Linked DNA regions of Mus musculus: region 2 is linked to region 1. The links are chromatin contacts, called in public HiChIP or PLAC-seq maps. All regions are on one chromosome and are shown on one strand. The core of a region is the stretch at or near the end of the contact, and the rest is flanking DNA. Distances in the headings are between cores, read along the strand shown. Region 1 overlaps Snx6 (sorting nexin 6). Region 2 has its middle 24 kb from the start of Snx6.

What was found. HiChIP or PLAC-seq counts read pairs in DNA pulled down with a chosen protein or histone mark.
Region 2: a contact with region 1 is called in an H3K27ac HiChIP or PLAC-seq map of extraembryonic endoderm stem cells. The contact joins two enhancer-like sites. A contact is called at or near these places in 3 of 15 datasets of contacts at CTCF or cohesin (CD8 T cells, the G1E-ER4 cell line and pro-B cells), 13 of 484 Hi-C or Micro-C datasets (the Ba/F3 cell line, the G1E-ER4 cell line, the HL-1 cell line and 3 more), 5 of 115 datasets of contacts at active chromatin or transcription factors (CD8 T cells, embryonic stem cells, extraembryonic endoderm stem cells and 2 more) and 3 of 9 other capture datasets (adipose tissue, liver and pancreatic islet).

The regions. Positions count from the first base shown.
Region 1 is chr12:54,745,451-54,748,150 of GRCm38.p6, forward strand. It overlaps Snx6 (sorting nexin 6), which reads right to left. Exons shown (of 14, transcript NM_026998.3): 14 at 907-1,609. The coding sequence ends at 1,556. Among named protein-coding and RNA genes, the nearest start is that of Gm22317, 8.2 kb to the left of the region's middle. Within about 2 kb of position 1,346, at least 5 of the 459 cell types and tissues checked have an H3K27ac peak or open chromatin away from gene starts, as enhancers often do. A contact at or near this core is called in extraembryonic endoderm stem cells, where this site is marked.
Region 2 is chr12:54,818,171-54,820,870 of GRCm38.p6, forward strand. No RefSeq gene overlaps it. Among named protein-coding and RNA genes, the nearest start is that of Snx6, 24 kb to the left of the region's middle. Within about 2 kb of position 1,396, at least 70 of the 459 cell types and tissues checked have an H3K27ac peak or open chromatin away from gene starts, as enhancers often do. A contact at or near this core is called in extraembryonic endoderm stem cells, where this site is marked.

The DNA of each region.
Region 1 (2,700 bases), core at 96-2,595:
CTCACAACATCCCTGTGAGGTAGGTCAACATGTCCTTTATAGCAGAGAATGGAGAAGCCAGAAGAGGCTCTTGCCCATACCGGATTGAGGCTTCAAGAGCAGCTGGTGAGGGTGGGAGGGAATCCAGAAGCAAGGGCCCTTGGTCCTGCACTCACCCACTGGGACACGAGTGGGTGTATTTCTACCAATTAGGGTCACGCACACAAAGGACAAAAAATGTCTGGGCCGATAACAGAAAAACCAACGTTGGAACGGCACCGGCAAACATGTCAAGAGAGCAAGCACACTAACCAGCAGAGGGAGGAGGCTGGGTCTGGGTCTTGGGTAGACCCTGACCCAGAATCATCAGGGTGGTTTGTAGAAATGTAAACAAACTAGGAACTCGTTCCAGGGTGACCAGCCGAACTCCCTGTGGTTTCCAAATAGGAGAGGAGTAAGAAATATATGAGAAGTCCATCATCCAAGTCCAGTTTACACTGGGGGCACAGGAAGCAGTCTGGGCCAGTCAGAAAGACCAGGCGTGGGTGACACAGACCCAGGGACTCTTCATCTGTCTGCACCCCACCTTTCGTCCTGGGGACCACCCCCTCCCTCCTCCTAGCAGATAGCTTTTCCTCTACACCACTCACTAGACAGCCATGGTAGCCACCAAATGGCTCGGCTGACGAATGTCTCCCGGTTATCTGCTGAGATAGGCAGGGAATCCAGGGAATTGTAGACGGGGATCTAGGGAACCATGATACTCCTGCATTTTGAATCAGTGCACCCAGAAGGTCACTCTACGTGAGGTAAAGCATTCAGTGAACCTGGTTTGGCCATTTCAAACAAAGGGGGCCGGGGGGTGGGGGAGGGAGGAAAGAAAGAAAAAAAAAAGATAAAGAAAAGACCTTCACTGTAAAGCATAATGCCGGAGTAGATTTATTATCGCTACCCTGAATTCCAGAGCCATACAAGGAGCATGGAGTCAAAACGCCACTGCTGTCTCTGGGCGTTTACAATATTGGTTTAGTCCACAAGTTTAAGGCAAACATACTAACGCATCTGCTTTTCTTCAGAGATCATACTTATAAAGCTTACATAAAGTCTGACCCGAAACTTCTACGTTCATTAATTCAAAGTAAGTCTCGTTAAGACGCTTTACACAGATACATGAAAGAACTAAGGGAACAGGATGCTTAAAAAATATTCAGAAAGGCAACCTTTATCTTGTGTGAACAGAGAGTACTTTGAGAATGTTAAAACAGGACAAGCGATTCTTAGGTAAATAAGGCCTGCAGCCACAGAACCGCCACATAGGAAATAAACACAGTAAGACAGGCTTCTCAAAGAAAAGAGAGGGTAGAACTTTGGGCTTCTTGGAAGGTGGAGTGCGAGGTGGCAGGCCGCTGCCCTGCAGCCGGTGAGCCCTGCTGCTCCACTGTCTCTCAGAAGAAGAGCTGATGCACTGTGCCCGCTGTCTCTGTTGTTCCCAGTGAGCTTAGATGCCGGAGGGAGGTCGTCAGGAAAACAAACTGGATTTGAAGGCAGCCCTTTTTGACAGAAGGCAGAGTGAAGCCTATGTGTCTCCATTTAAAACCGCAAGGCAGTTCTGAAGGAGCTGAAGGTTGCCCTGGTGAGGAGGAAACAGGCAGTCACCAGGTATGCCAGTCCTAACAGCTTCAAAGAGTTGTTTGTAAATATTGTTTTTATTACTATTTGATGTATTTGGGTGTTTTGCCTGCATGTTTGTCAGGAGCCACACACAAGCAAGCAAGAAAGCAAGCATAAAAGAAAAATTGTACTCTAATGTCACAATTCTGGAAACATCTCTATAACAGTTTAAAAACAAAGTACCAACCTGTTAAGTAAATAAGTTTCTACCTAGATGAGAATGGTTTAGATTGTTCTACTTAAAAAAATTCATTTGTAAAAAATATATTTTATTTCACATCTGAGACAAAGCTTTTATGGTATATACCAGGCTGGCCTTGCACTCATGATTCCCCTATCTCAGGCTCCAGAGTGCTGGGATGACAGATGTGAGCCACAAAGGCTGTTTTTTTGTTTTTGTTTTTTTCGATACAGGGTTTCTCTGTATAGCCCTGGCTGTCCTGGAACTCACTCTGTAGGCCAGGCTGGCCTCGAACTCAGAAATCCGCCTGCCTCTGCCTCCCAAGTGCTGGGATTAAAGGCATGTGCCATCAACGCCCAGCTGTAAAATAAGACTTTTGAGTCCAAGGTTAACTAGTGAATTTGATTTTTGATTGTGTAATAGTATTAAACTAAAATTAAAAAACAAAAAACAAAAAAACAACCCAGGCTGGAGAGATAGCTCAGCGGTTAAGAGCACTGACTGCTCTTCCGAAGGTCGTGAGTTCAAATCTCAGCAACCACATGGTGGCTCACAACCATCTGTAATGAGATCTGACGCCCTCTTCTGGTGAAAAAAAAAGTGGGATCTGGTGAGACACATTTTTTTTTCCTGGTTTTTTGAGACAGGATTTCTCTGTGTAGCCCTGGCTGTCCTGGAACTCACTCTGTAGACCAGGCTGGCCCCGAACTCAGAAATCGGCCTGTCTCTGCCTCCGCCTGGCAGTGAGACATATCTTTAATCCCAGCACTTGGGACATAGAGACAGGTAGATGGATCTATGGAAGTTCTAGTATAGCTAAGACTACAGAGAGATCTGGTTTAAACTCCCCACAACCACTGTGGTGGTTT
Region 2 (2,700 bases), core at 146-2,645, 73 kb after region 1:
GACTCCGTCAGAAAGCAAGTCTCAACAGATTCAAGACAATGGAAATGACGCCTTGCATCCTATCAGAGGACTTAAGCTGGACTTCGATAACAACAGAAAGCCTACAAATTCATAGAAACTGAACAACCCTATACTGAGTGACTACTGGGTCAAGGCAGAAATGAAGCAATGGAAGATTTCCTAGAACTCAATGAGAATCAAGGACAACATTCACAGACTTATGGGAGACGATGAAAGCAGTGCTAAGAGGAAAGCTCATAGCACTAAGAGCCTTCATAAAGAAACTGGAAAGGTCCCACACTAGTAACTTAATAGCACACCTGAAAGTTCTAGAACAAAAAGAAGCAAACACACCCAAGAGAAGTAGAGGGCAGGAAATGTTCAAACTATTCCTAAGGATAGTCCCCATATTCAGCAGTAATTGGCCAACACAAAAAACGAACTCAGTGGCTCTTTGGAGGCTCTTTGTCTCATAATGTTTTGTCAGGTGTGTGCCACCACCGCCCGGCAGACAATTTTTTTTTAACCTGACAGATCTTTTGTGTATCTATTATGGCTTCTGGTTATGAGTTTTTATGGGGCTCCTGTGTGTGCAGTGCACATGTGCTTTGCTCCGTATGCGTTTCTGACGCTTTTTTTGTTTTCTTTTTTTCTTTCTGTTGGTTTTGTCTGAAGCCAGTTTTGTTTTATCTTGTTTTATTATTGTTTTGATGCCTGTTTGTTTTCTAAGGAGAGGCAGAAAAGGTGTGTTATTTGGAAGAGAAGGGACAAGTGGGGAGGATCTCAGAAATATATAGTCAGAATAAATTGTATGAAAAAAAATCTACTTAATAAAAGAAAAACAGGAAGCTGGAGAGATGGCTTGGTGGTTAAGAGCACTGACTGCTCTTCTGAAGATCCTGAGTTCAAATCCCAGCAACCACATGGTGGCTCACAACCATCTGTAATGAGATCTGACGCCCACTTCAGGTGTGTCTGAAGACAGCTACAGTGTACTTACATATAATAATAAATAAACCTTTAAAAAATACACAAAAACAAAAGAAAAACAGAGGGGAAAAAAAGCAAAAACAAACAGAACCAAACGTGGAGTGCTGCTAAGCAAAAGTTTCCAGGAAGCTTTGTCTTTTTCTCTTTCTGCCAATCTACAGGCATCCTGCTGGGAGACTCCCTCAGAGACTGAACCTTTCCTGTGGCTTGGCCAGGTGCCTGAGTGCCTCATGCTTGCTTGTTAGTTACTTATTTGGGGGCACACGGATGTGGAGGTCAGAGGACAACTTCTGGGAGTTGGTTTTCTTCTACCATGTAGGTTCCAGGGATCAGACTCAGGTCTTCAGGTTTGGTGACAGTCACCTTTTGCCTGCTGAGCCATCCTGTTACCCCACAGTGGTGGTGGCACACTTCTATGATCAACACTTATGTGGTACAATAGGCAAGATTCTGAGCATAGCTTCTAGCCCAGGTCCTAACCTCTAACAACTGCGACTGTACTGCCTTTCATGACAAAGGACAATTAAGTTTGCAGAGGGAATTAAAGACCTGGAGATAAGAAGATCCTTCCGGCCTACCCAGATAAGCATATGTAGACATGGCATACTTATAGTCCAGAGGCCCTTACAAGTGGGGAGTGAGGCCGAGTAGGAAACTGGGATAGCACTGTGAGAAAAACTCCAGTCTCTGGCTGGAAGGCAGAAGCGAACCAGAGCTAAGTGGTGCAGCCAGGTTCCTGAAGCAGGACAAGACCAGCAAACATACTGTCACCAGAAGGAACGCAGCTCTGCCAAAACTCCCATGGTAGACCTTGATTTTAGTGAAGTTTCTTTTGCACTCTGACATTTCACAGCCTTATTAGTGGTTTGTTTGGGAGTTTTGTCTTTTGGGGCTTTGTTTTGTTTGTTGGTTTGTCTAGGTTGTTTTATTTTAAGACAAGGTCTCACTGTGTAGTCCTGGCTGGCTTGGAACTTGTTATATAGTTCAGCCTGGTCTTGAAGTTACAGAGATGCACCTGTCTCTACATCCCAAGTGCTGGGATTAAATGTGTGCGCCACCGCACCAGGCTTGTTTTGTTTTAAAACAGAGTCCTATCAGTCCTGGCTGGCCTGAGACTCAAGGCGTAGGTGACTACGACCTTGACTTTTGGATTCTCCACTTTCAACCTCTACAGTGCTGGGATTACAGGCAGGTACCACTACCCAGAGCCAGAGATCAACCCAGGGCAAGCAGATTGAGCTATGCCCCAGTTCTAAGCTTCGAGGGATCCAGCACAGCAGGGGGAAAGGGAAACACATAGCTCTCTAAATTCTGTGCAGCTCAAATTCTTTTAAATTCCCATTTTACTGAAGCTAGTTTGTGTAGGGTTTTGTTCTTCAGCAACTCGATTTACAAATATTGCAGAGTCATTAAACAGTGCTTCTTTTCAGAGGGGGCGAAAACAGATCTTCAGAAATAAAACAAATCTATTGACCTCTACCTAATTCTTTTTAGTGGTTCTTCGCTCAGCCTGAAGGCAGCTGGGTGTTGCTGAGAGACCTCTGTGACCCCAGGCCCCACCTTTTAGTACTTTTCAAAGATCTCCCTCAGACTTCTAAACCGTTCATTCAAAACTTTGTTCTCCTTTAAAAAAAAAAAAAAAAAAAAGACAACTCTGTAGCAAATTTACTTCCTGTTACTCAACTGGCAGAAAGCAGAAGTCAGACATTG